Regions from separate parts of the Zea mays genome. Here region 2 is linked to region 1. A link is a contact called in public Hi-C data. All regions are on one chromosome and are shown on one strand. Each heading gives the region's core, a stretch centred on a gene start, on an enhancer-like site or on the middle of the called end of the contact. The rest is flanking DNA. Distances are from core to core; before and after follow the strand shown. Region 1 overlaps LOC100192869 (hypersensitive-induced reaction protein 4). Region 2 holds the start of LOC100502229.

What was found. Hi-C and Micro-C count contacts between places; a contact is called where the count stands out from the background.
Region 2: a contact with region 1 is called in a Hi-C map of ear, with 1.8 times the contacts expected there. The contact joins the promoter of LOC100502229 here to the enhancer-like site in region 1. A contact is called at or near these places in 2 of 25 Hi-C or Micro-C datasets (ear and tassel).

What each region holds. Positions count from the first base shown.
Region 1 is chr6:77,120,234-77,126,676 of Zm-B73-REFERENCE-NAM-5.0, forward strand. LOC100192869 (hypersensitive-induced reaction protein 4) reads right to left here. Exons shown (of 5, transcript NM_001138058.1): 2 at 5,872-5,992; 3 at 5,700-5,791; 4 at 4,952-5,048; 5 at 4,155-4,738. The coding sequence ends at 4,377. Among protein-coding and RNA genes, the nearest start is that of LOC100192869, 13 kb to the right of the region's middle. Within about 2 kb of position 4,043, at least 18 of the 20 cell types and tissues checked have an H3K27ac peak or open chromatin away from gene starts, as enhancers often do. A contact at or near this core is called in ear and tassel, where this site is marked.
Region 2 is chr6:77,505,814-77,511,430 of Zm-B73-REFERENCE-NAM-5.0, forward strand. LOC100502229 reads left to right here and starts at 1,500. Exons shown (of 4, transcript NM_001196706.1): 1 at 1,500-1,717; 2 at 3,623-3,778; 3 at 5,553-5,617. The coding sequence starts at 3,676. It overlaps LOC109940158 (a long non-coding RNA gene), which reads right to left and starts at 1,926. Exons shown (of 2, transcript XR_002262686.3): 1 at 1,491-1,926; 2 at 389-581.

The sequences.
Region 1 (6,443 bases), core at 2,793-5,292:
CCAGCATGGAGGTCCAGGCCCACGCGTCATGCAACCGGCGCGCCGGTTGCTACGTGTGAGCAACTGCACCGCCACTCACGCCACTACCGCGCCTCCTCGACTGCGGAGTCAATACCGCGACTCGAGGCAACCCTGCAGTGCCAGCCAAGCGCGACGGTCAAATGCGATCAAAATTGGGCCGGCAGTAATGGCAGTGACAGGCGGGCAGAAGCAGCGGTCACGTCGTCAGCCAAGCTCACGTCCCATCCAGGGGCAGCGGGGGAGCCCTCTCTCACGGCGTGAAGACGGCGCGCCCGTGATCCGTCCCTCGAACGGCTCGCACACGCGCAACGACCGCCCCGCGAACCGCTCGCCCCGTCGCATTAACTCCGCGGCGGGACAGGCGGCATCTCTGGCAGGGGAAGCGAGCGACGCTTCGCCTTCGCCATAATGACCGCGTCAAAAAAGGTACGTCGCGTCATTCGATTTCGTGTCCTTTTCCTTTTCCTCTTTCTCTCTCTTACAACAGGGACCGGGAAAGGGGGATACCCCGAAAGGGACCCTTCCCCGTGAAGGAAACAAGCTCCAAGCCTCCCTACTGATCAGAGGTTCGAAGGCCGGCCCCTCGGAGGGGTTCAACGGCCGCCTCAGATCGATTGGGTTCTGCGCCCACTACTGGTCAGAGGTTCGATGGCCGGCCCCTCGAAGGGTTCAACGGCCGTCTCAGGCCACTCGGGCTCCGCGCCCACTACTGATCAGGGGTTCGTAGGCTGGCCCTCGAAGGGTTCACAGTCGCCTCAGACACAGAGCGAGGGATGACCCTGGGTACGTTCGATACATAACCAAGGCTCGGGCTACGCTCCCGAGGTAATCTAGGACATTTCTGAGACCAGCGGGAGCGATCTTGTAACGGAATCCCATCAGAGGGAGGCATCGAGCCCTCGGACCCCGTCAAAGGGGACCGGGTCCGGCAGATCACCCGCAGGTACTTTTGGAGCGCGTCTCCGGGCCTCTAGCCGACCCCTAGCAAATGGGGCACGGGCGTCCGCTCGGATTACCCGCTAGCAGCTCACCGGAAACACCATGTTCGGCGCCCTCCGAGGACAACATGGCGCTTTCCCCCCCTCCTCCTTGCGGAAAGGCAACGCAGGGGAGTATGTAAAAAAGACGAGTCTGTCCTTGACCGTCCTCTCGCCCTGTGCAGAGGCTCGGGGGCTGCTCTCGCAAACCCGGCTCCGGCCAAACCGTTGACAGAATGCAACCGAAAAAGCTGGTCCCCTTGCAAAAAAGTGCGGCAAAAGCCTCCAAGCGAGTATTAGTACTCCCTTGGAGGCTCGGGGGCTACTGTCGGGGACCATAATTAGGGGTACCCTCAAGACCCCTAAATCTCAGCTGGTAACCCCCATCAGCACAAAGCTGCAAAGGCCTGATGGGTGCGATTAAGTCAAGGATCGGTCCATTCAAGGGACACGATCGTGCCTCGCCCGAGCCTAGCCTCGAGCAAGGGAAGCCGACCCCGGAGAACCTATGTCTCGCCCGAGGACCCCCCCCCTCCAGCAACGGGCACACTATCGGCTCGCCCGAGGCCCAGTCTTCACCGAGAAGCAACCTTGGCCACATCGCCGCGCCGACCGACCAAATCGTAGGGGCATTTAATGCAAAGGTGGCCTGACGCCTTTATCCTGACGCACGCCCACCAGTCGCCAGAGCCGAAGTGACCGCGGTCACTTCGCCGCTCTACTGACCGGTCTGACAAGAGGACAGCGCTGCCTACGCCGCTCCGACTGTTGAGCCACCCGACAGAGTGAGGCTGACAGCAGCCAAGGCCGTCCTCGGGCGTCATAGGAAACTCCGCCTCGCCCGACCCCAGGGCTCGGACTCGGGCTCAGCCCCGGAAGACGGCGAACTCCGCTCCGCCTGACCCAGGGCTCGGACATGGGCTCAGCCCCGGAAGACGGCGAACTCCGCTCCGCCGACCTAGGGCTCGGATATGGGCTCAACCCCGAAAGACGATGAACTCCGCCTCGCCCGACCCCAGGGCTCGGACTTGGGCTCAGCCCCAGGAGACGACGGACTCCGCTTCGCCCGACCCCAGGGCTCGGACTCAGCCCTGGCCTCAGCCGATGGTCTCCGCCTCGCCCGACCCAGGGGCTCGGACTCGACCACGGCCACGGAAGACAGACTCGACCTCGACCTCGGAGGAGCCTCCACATCGCCCAACCTAGGGCGCGGACCGACCACGTCGACAGGAGGCGCCATCATTACCCTACCCCGAGCTGACTCAGGCTACGGGGAACAAGACCGGTGTCCCATCTGGCTCGTTCCGCCAGATAGGCAATGATGGCGCCCCGCACGCTCTGTGATGACGGCAGCTCTCGGCCCCCTTACGGAAGCAAGAGGACGTCAGCAAGGACTCGACAGCCCCGACAGCTGTCCTTCCGCCAGGCTCTAGCGCTCCTCCGACGGCCACGACACCACACGAACCGGGTGCCAAAACCTCTCCGGCTGCCACGATGGCATGTACTTAGGGCGCTAGCTCCCCACCGCTAGACACGTTAGCACATTGCTACACTCCCCATTGTACACCTGGATCCTCTCCTTACGACTATAAAATGAAGGACCAGGGCCCTCTTACAGAGGGTTGGCCCGCGCGGAGAAGGACGGGATGGCGCTCGCGCAAGGCCGCTCGCTCCCACTCCCGCGTGGACGCTTGTATCCCCCTACTGCAAGCGCACCCGACTCAGGCGCGGGGCTAACACGAAGGTCGCGGGATCCGCTCTCTCACGCCTGCCTCCCTCCGGCTGCTTCCTTTCCCCCCTTCGCGTTCCGCCTCGCGTCGACCCATCTGGGCTGGGGCACGCGGCGACAATTCACTAGTCGGTTCAGGGACCCCCCCCCGGGTTTCGAAACACCGACAGCATAGGTATATCTTTGCCAAGTGTCATCGAGTAGACCTTGGGGGCTAGAAATTGTTATTGTTATGGTGTGGTGTATTTGTAAATGCAGGAACGGGTGGTTCTTCGAAAACATTTCACCTAGTGGCGGAGGATAAAACAATAATGAGGTATGACTGGAGAAGGGCAAAAAAATAGAAAAACTGGATGCAACACATAAGACTCAAACCTGAAACATGTTGATTACAAGCATATGAGCTTACCACTACACCAAACATGATTTTTAGGTATGGCTCTAGCCATAGTTGGCCATAACGGGTGCTCCGCCACTGATTTCACCCACAACTTCAACTTCAAGCTGCAAAGAGGCCTTCAAGAAAGAGATGCTCCTCATGCTACAAACTCAAATAAATTGTGACCGGCCCTCTATGACTCTCGATTCGAAACTTGAACATTTATCTTTTGCGTAAAATTGTAAAAATATGATTTGAATGTCAGATAATAAAAAAAAGAGAATACGGTAGGGATCACCCTACAGTGAGTTCAAAAAAGAAACTATTGTAAGGTCCCGTTTGTTTCCTTTCATTTCGAGGAATTTGAATCTTATTAAGGCCTTGTTCGTTTCTATCGGATTGCACCCGGAATCGTTCCAGCTAATCAAAGTTTATATAAATTAGAGAAGCAATCCGGTTAGGAATCGTTCCGACCCACCAATCCGGCACAAACGAACAAGCCCTAATGGAATAGACTATTTTTTTAGAATGTGACATTCCACCACTTTCCAAAGTTATCATATAAGTCTATATCAAATTTATGGGGTGAGAGATGAAAATTGATTCTATAGATTTACATGCTATTTTTCTGATGTACAACTTATAGCGCACTCTTCTAATTGCTTCGCTATAATATAAATGTACTATATAACTATCTCTTATATAAAATATATTACATATATGAATATATAAATTTAATTAGTTTTGTTTAAATTATAATTATTAAAATAGAATTCAATTCCAACGAAACAAACCGGGCCTAAGAGTAAACCTCGCCATGATCCTGACATGAAGCTGAAGGAGCGGAACGCGCCGAAAGGTAACTATGTTCCCCAGCGCCCCGGTTGAAGCGTGAACACCGTGTGACCCCACCTGGCCAGGTCCTGCTGGAGGTGACGGGAAGGTTTGTGATGCCGTCTATGTCGCGGCTCGTGATGGTGACACGAGGATTGTGATGCCGTCTATGTCGCGGCTTGTGATGGTGAGACGATCAGACCATCGCTTAATGTCCAAACCATAAAAAGTCAAAATTCCAGGAGCAGAACCATGTAAATATACATTTTTATATATAAAACAAACCACACTAGTTGTACAACCGCATGTAACTCAAGACTCGCCAAAAGCCCCAGCACTCATTATTTACCACTAACAACAACCTAACACTATGAACATGGTACTCCAGGCCTCATCCTGAGCCGAGCCGTCTCCAATCGTGCAGAGAGTCGGTGATTTACACGTTGCTGCTTGAGGCCTGCATCATGCCGTCGCGGATCTGCTCGCTGATGTCCTTCACGTGGCCTGGTCCGTGGGGTATGAAGATCGTGGTGTTCTTGGAGCCGTCCCCGAGCTCCTTGATGGTGTCGAAGTACTGCGTGACCATGATCAGGTCCATGACCTCCTTCGCGCTGGTGCCCGACACCGAGTGTGAGAAGTTCAGGATGTTCTCTCTAAGGCCGTCGGTTATCGCCTGCCGCTGTTTAGCGATACCGACACCAGAAAGATATTTCGCCTCTGCTTCTGCCTCCGCTTTCTTCACCATAAGGATCTTCTCTGCTTCTCCCTTGTAAACACTTGCCAGTTGAAGCCTTTGGGCTGTAGGAGTTGATCACTTAAGTGAGCGCAGATGCATACGACAGAGAATGATACATACTGGATGTAGGAAAAAGAGGAAGCATTTCTACAGCAGATAGCATTTAAAACCACCAGAAACTTTGAACTTAACAAGAACACGGCAGAGTTCAGTAAACATTTCACAAGCTGTATAACCTGGAGGCAGTTCTCACATGTACAGAAATGGCATAATACCTGCATTTATGTCGTTCATTGCCTTACGAACAGCAGCGTCAGGGATGATATCAACCATGAGAATGTGCTCAATGCTGTAACCATAATCTGCCATCACCTGGACAACAGCAAGAGTTTATTGAATTTGCCAGGAAAGACATAGAGCAGCCATATGTTGCAGGGCAATACAAGAAAAGGTAGAACAGTGGATTATTCTCTCGAGAGATGACATAGGCTCAGACTACTAAACATTGCCAATAGTACAGAGGAAACTATGTATGCGCTGAGGACAATCCTAAACAATAGCAGTGGAAGCGAACATAGGGTAAATATCAACCAGACAAGAATCTGATTCCATCAGAAACAAATACGGTGTCAAAACAAATAAGCATGTTGTTTGTCTATAAAGTATAAACCATTAAGTACTTGTCACACAACCAAGTTCATCAAATAGTATCACGAAACTGTGCTCCTTTTAATACACATGTTAAAAACTATACTGGAAATAAAAAGGCCCACATGCTACAAAACAACTAGTTCCGGATGTACTAAACCGAGCTGTAAGGATACACGTTGGGCAAGCTAGAAAAACAAAGCAACCGCTACAGTAATCACTAGACAGATTGCTAATCAGAAGCAGAGTACAGGCGCAATGGTCAAGTACTTGAAATTATCACCAAGAGAATGACCAGATGTGTCACTGCAGTTACAAGCAGAACCAATGATATCGAGCCAATCCCCTACCAGTAAAAAAAGGCTTTAGAAATACCTTTTCAAGCTCCTCCAATACAGCTTTGGCCACATCGTTCTTCTGCTCAAAGAGATCGTCCAGATTCATTCTCGGCACTATGGCCCGAACAACTATTTCTCATAAAAATTCAAGTGTCAGGTTATACTCATAAGCCGTGCAAAACCAAGAAAGCTCGGTGCTAATAATTCACCATCAAAGACGTAGGCCTGGATTTGCTGCTGGGGATTCTGCAACTCATAGAAAGCATCATCTGCATTTTCCTTGACAACACGGTACTGGATTGTGCAGATCAGTTGGACGAAGACATTATCCTGCAGAGAAAAATGATATCGTTAACTGTTTCAACAAGAAAACAAGCAATGAGTAGCATGGGCAAAGGGTGTTTCACTTCATTATTACAGAGGAACTAGAGACAGATTCCGACAGGCACATGGTGGTGGTGGTGGTGGGCAAGGGCAGATGCAAATAGTGTTGTAAAGGCCATACTTGCAAACCGAGCAAAAAGAAAAAAGATGGCTACACTAGTTTATACTACGTAGAACATGTAAGGTCCACTTGTTGGATAATGCGATCAGCAATGTTCTTCCGGTATCCGACAGCCACGCACTAATATGCAGCAACGGTGGCGTAGCTAAAGGGTGGTCCGGGTGGGCCGTGGCATACCCTATGGGCGGGCCCACCGGACCACCAATCCGCAGTAGCTATCAAAAAAAAAGCAGGTGCAGTGTTGCAGCTCGACTTGCAGCCTTGCAGGCTTGGAAG
Region 2 (5,617 bases), core at 250-2,749, 380 kb after region 1:
AGGAGTGCTGACTCCGGTGGGATGATATGACGCAACCCTGAGCGATAAAAGAAATGGCCAGAGCAGCGCGTGAGGGTTTTGGGAAGGGCGCCGTTGGTGGGGAGGAAGTCGCGTTTATCTCGGCCGCCACAGCGTGTGGGGGAGGAAGCCGCGCGTGAGTTTAGGTGCGGAGGAAGCCGCGCGCGGGGGCACGGTGATGTTGGGTGTGAACGTCTTCACCTTAAACTTAAGGTGTAGTAGAGATTTAAAATAAAATTATATTTTGAAGCTCTTTTTCATATGCTCTTAGAGCATCTCCAAGAGTATCCAATATTTAATCTCCCAATATTTTTAAATCGGGATCTCCTCAAAAGTTTTTGGACCTAGCAAACAATGCATTCTCCAACCGTTCTCAAATGTTTTTGCTAAAATTCACCGATCCATATAGACAATATAGTGTTATGCGTACATTAATTAGAAGCAAGAGAAGCAACATAAGCGCAATGGACAGGTAAAGCGACGGACGGACGACGACGACGAGACCGAAGGCAGTAGCTACCCATTGGTGGTGGTGTGCATCAACAAGAACACAAGTCTCATTTCTGTTTCACAAAACACAAGCAATAAATTAGTGTTTTCTTCTCTCAATTTCATAAAACGCAAGCAACATGAAAACGAGCACATTACTATTAATGTGCTGCAGCTGTGGTTGCATGTTCTAAACCCGGAGAATACTGTGCCGAGTACTATTGCTGCAGCAGCCAGCTAAAAACGAGCATGCAGCTAAAAAACGAACAAATTGTCTGACGAAGCGGCTGCACCGGGTCGGAGCTAGGGCAGCAATCTCTGCCTCTTCTTCTTCAGCACCACCAGCACACCGCAGGGCTTCCGCTTACGCCAGAGCATCGTCCTCCCTGCATGTAGAGGAGACACTGCGACCCGCAGCTGGCACCGCCGAAGGATGGGGCGGTAGCTGCCATGGCGGCCACGAGAGGAGAGGTGAGCGGTGGAGGCAAGAAGTGAGGAAAATGTTCTCTGTGGATTTATATTCGCAGTCAAATTATGATTTATTTTTCTATTTATAGAATGATTATATGTATATAGTGATATTAGGTGGTTTAAAAACGATCTATATGTTTTTTTATTAAACTGAGCTGCTCTTTCTAAATTCTGGCCGTTTTTTGAGAAAAACGAAAAAAATCGACAAATCCGAGAAACACGTTTCTCGGTGAGCTCCTGTTTTTTTTTGCTACAGGTAAGGTAAATCTTGACGAGAACAAGATTGAAAATTGGGAGCTTGGCAAGCGGCGAAAATGTGCGCCGCGGAAGGCGAGATATTCGCCCGCGGGAAAGTAAGGAGACTATGTAGGTGACTGTTGGAGGCATTTTTTTCTCTTTTTTTTTAAAATAAGAATTGTACCACGATTTTAAAGAAGCTATTGGAGATGCTCTTAGCTAATCTCGCGAAAAAAATTTAAAGCAACCACGAACCGAGAGGCGAGCGGACCCACCCCGCCCGACTGTCGTTATCCGGATTCCGGTCCCTCCTCCCAAGTCCCAACTGTTCACCTCCCGCCGCCCCCTCGCGCCGTCAAGGCCTCCGGAACCGGTCACAGGCGGCGTAGGACCCCCGCCGCTACAGAGCCCTCGTCCGTCGCACTTCGCCGCCGCGTCGGAGTCATCCAGCTCGTCGACGCCTGGCGGGGAGATCCCCAGTGCGAGGGGAACCTCCACGACGGTAAGCATACCTTCAGTTCCGGAGACGAGCCCCCGCTTGGTATGGTAGCATGGCAAACGTAGGCCGGTGGTTCTTTCGATTTTGGATTTGGGTTCCGCAGAACGGAGTTTTATGGGTCTATTATTTGGGTCCTCGAGAGGAGCCCCGGCTTGGTAGCATAGACTTGACAGATGTCTAGGTCCGTCGCCTGTCTTACTGATTTGGCTGAATAATTTCAATAGTGCCCTGGATGCAAATGCCGATGGACACGGTCATCATGCAAACACGGAACCCCAGATGCGTGTGGATGCAAATCCGCCATATATTTGCTCCAAGAGTCTAGTTTTTTTAGTATTTTGACATATGAAATCAAGCTTAATAAGTTTGTTTTGGTTGATTTGATTATATTAAGCATTCAATTTTGGTAGTTTTTAGCATAGTTATGTGAATCTATCCACATTAGACCTAATTGGTTGGGGGCAAAAAAGTCGGTAAGCTAGAGGACTTGGATTGCACAATCCTATCTAAGTGTCTAGAGGCTTGTAGGGTTGTTTTTTTCCTTTTTTTTGTTTGGGAAGTTGTTTCAGGTTTATGTCTTACTTTGCTTGTTACTCCTTGTTCTTTGAGATAAAAGATAGCACGAAACAGGGAAGGGGCAGCAGTTCCAGGTCTGGATCTCTCTAAGGCTTGTCGGCTTGTGTGTGTGTGTTTGCTGTCACAGAAATGCTCTGGTTGGCCATCCTGAGTGGAAAAGAAAAAGATGGGACGCTGCGGGAGCATCCTCAACTACACAATAAACACACCTATCCCTCAGTCATCTCATTTGCCTTGTTCACTTCTAGTTCAGAACATCTAGCATTCATCTCCCTTTCTATGCCTCTCGCTTGGTTATACAGTAACTTGATCCTGATAGTGGGCAGTTCCATCCCCTGCAAAGAATCGTCATGGGAAGCCTCGCAAGCTTTAGGGAACAATGGCTCGCTCGCTCCTTCCGCCCTTCTCTCTCTAAAATCTAGCAGACCTCCCCAGACTTGATTTGGTCAAGGGGTACAACACCGAGCACCAGAGGGCCAGATAGTGGGCAAAGGATTGGGGAATAGTCATGGAGGACAGCATGCCAAAAAATGCTAAAAGATTGGCTAACAGTCATGGAGACTAGCATGCTGTGAGGGCTGCACACAGCAACCCAAGTTCCCACTCAGGTGCACTGCTGGTCTGCCACTGTCCAAGATAAACTTGTGTGCCAAACTTTTTTTTCTTGCAATAGGTGATATCAAATGCTCTTTTTTCTTGCCGAGGATTGTGTTCTAAAATGTTGCAATAGCAAGATTTTGGAATTTTTTCCAGGGAGACTTTGTTTCAGTTGATTGGTTTGGTACTTTGGTTCATTCCAAAGGTGATTAAAATATTGTTGCTGAGGTTCCTATGTTGCAGTCTTATTTTCTTCTATGACTTCTTTTTGTTGTGAGCGTGACTGTCCAAGTTGCTGTGGGCATTATCTATTTGTGACAAGTTTGTGGACTACCTTATGGCCGAGCTGGGCTGCACTTATGATCTTTGAAGATTATTTAACCATCCAAACCTAAGTACCCGGAATCCCTTTTTTGTCTTCATTGCATGTTTATGTCACACTCTAGAATTACCCTTCCTCTTTAGGATGCTCTGTTACTGTGAAGTATAGGAATCTGGGTTATGAGTTGCTCTCTTTAGGTTTGTTCCATTTTTTATTAAGTTTATGTATGTATTCATGGAGAAGTAGGGGGCGGTGGGGTTTCAGGAGCAGAAGTAGCCGCGATAATTTTTTATTAACTGCAGCTGTGCCAATCCTAGACATGCATATTATCACTGACTGAGATTACGAACCTGAGAAAAAAATTATCGAGGTGCTTATCCCATTTGTGTACTTTCTGTTTCTGATGGGTGCAGCGAGTACTTCTCTACTTCCTGTCACAAAAAAAGATTTGCAATCTAGCATATTTATGGAAGCCTTTGCTCCGGATAAAATTTGCGGGTCAGGGAGATCAGCGGTCACCACCCAAGAAAGAGTGATGGAAGCCCAAAGTAGTACTTGCTTTTCAAAAGGTCAGTGTAAACTAATGGATCGCTTTTTGCTATTAAGTCCTTTCTGCATGATTAGTTCAATGCTTCAGTTAAAGGATGACTTATTGTAGATTCGAAGGGCAAGTAGTCTGAGCCTATGAGGTGACCTGCTTAGTGCAGGTTTTTTGGGTGTAGAATAGAGAGTTAGGGGTGTGTTCGGTTTGATTAATGGGGTGATCCATCACCTTCTCACCCATATTTTTGTTTGGTTTATGGACTAGAATGGATTGATCGCCCCCCACACCCCCCACCCAAACGCCCACAGCCGCACACACACACACCAACTTATCCCTCACAAGATAATAATTAGTACAAGTGTATAACTATGACGAAGGGTGTCATTCAACCAAAATCATGGGATGAACTCATGATGCACTGCATCATTCACCACCTCATATAGAATGAGGTGATTCCTCAACCAAACGTCCCCTTAGTGTCTCGACTCGCAACTGGATTATTTGAACTCCATGACAATTTAGAATGCAACACGTAATGGTGAAATAAGTAACAGAAAGTGACCACTGATCAGCTTTACAAAAAAGGGGCGTACCCAGTGCCGTAGGCTTCCCGCACTGTGCGGGGTCTGGGAAAGGGTATCTTTTAAGCGCCAAACCTTACTCGCATAATATGCAAAGGCTTGAATGCCTTCGTGGGATGGTTTGAGTCGAAACGGTGAATGAATATGCTGATTGAATAAAGCGCCGATGCACTTGAACCATTGTAGTTTTTGCTAAGCTCATTAAGCCATTAGAGCTTGATTATGAATGAAGGCATCAACAAACAGAACATAATTAACTATTTGTTTAGAGAGTGCCAGTGAATTTCTTGATGTTAAAGAATTCAATTCAGCTTCATCATATAGTTTAAATGTCAAAACAAAAGGAATTAATCCTCACAGGAAAGTTGTCCAGATAACCCCTAAACTAATTTTGTGTTCTTTTTTGCCTCTCTAGATGTTTCATTTGGTGCAATCTACTCAATTCTTTTTTTCCCTTTTTCCCCATGTATAAGTTGAAGTTCAAATTTTGTACATCAATAGAAGGCAACATATCTAGTGTAACAACGATTAGGGTGCTAACACGCTAACATCAAATCTTGCCCATCGGATCCATCATCTATGGTTGAGTGCAATCCCACCTCTCAGACTATTTTGTAAGAACCCCTTCGTTTTCGCATAATAGGACACGCTATCCCCGGGTGGAATTGCACTCAGCCATAGATAGTGAATCCAATAGACAAAATTTGATGTTAGCATCCTAATCGTTGTTACACTAGATATGTTGCCCTGATAGAATATCATAATTTATGTTTAAAAAATACATTATGAACTTTTCATCATTGTTTTGGATAGCTTATGTGTCTAATAATAAATTTACTCTGCTGATAGAGAACTATATGGAAACATTATGACAAAAAACTATAATGTATTTTCAAACATAAGTTACGATATCTGCTGTCACCCTATAAAATTCGAACTAAATTATCAACTTGTGTCTGGGTGGGAGAAACAAAAAAAAGGGAAATCTTAATAAGGGGTTAGATTGGATCAACTGGAAGATCCGAAGGGTAAATTGAGCACAAAATTGTTTAGGGGTTACCTGAAAACAACTTATCTGTGCAGGGGAGTAATTTGGACTTCTTCAAAAAAAATTATGGACCTAGGTTTGGTTTTAATATGTATTCCATACCTAAACAAAGAAACAAGAGGGCACTAGACCATGCACATGCAGAACTGATCTCACCTTCCACTTTGCAGTTGTGGGACCTAACCTATGGTATGGCGATCGCACAAGACTTACACCCAAGCAAGAAGAAGCTGCG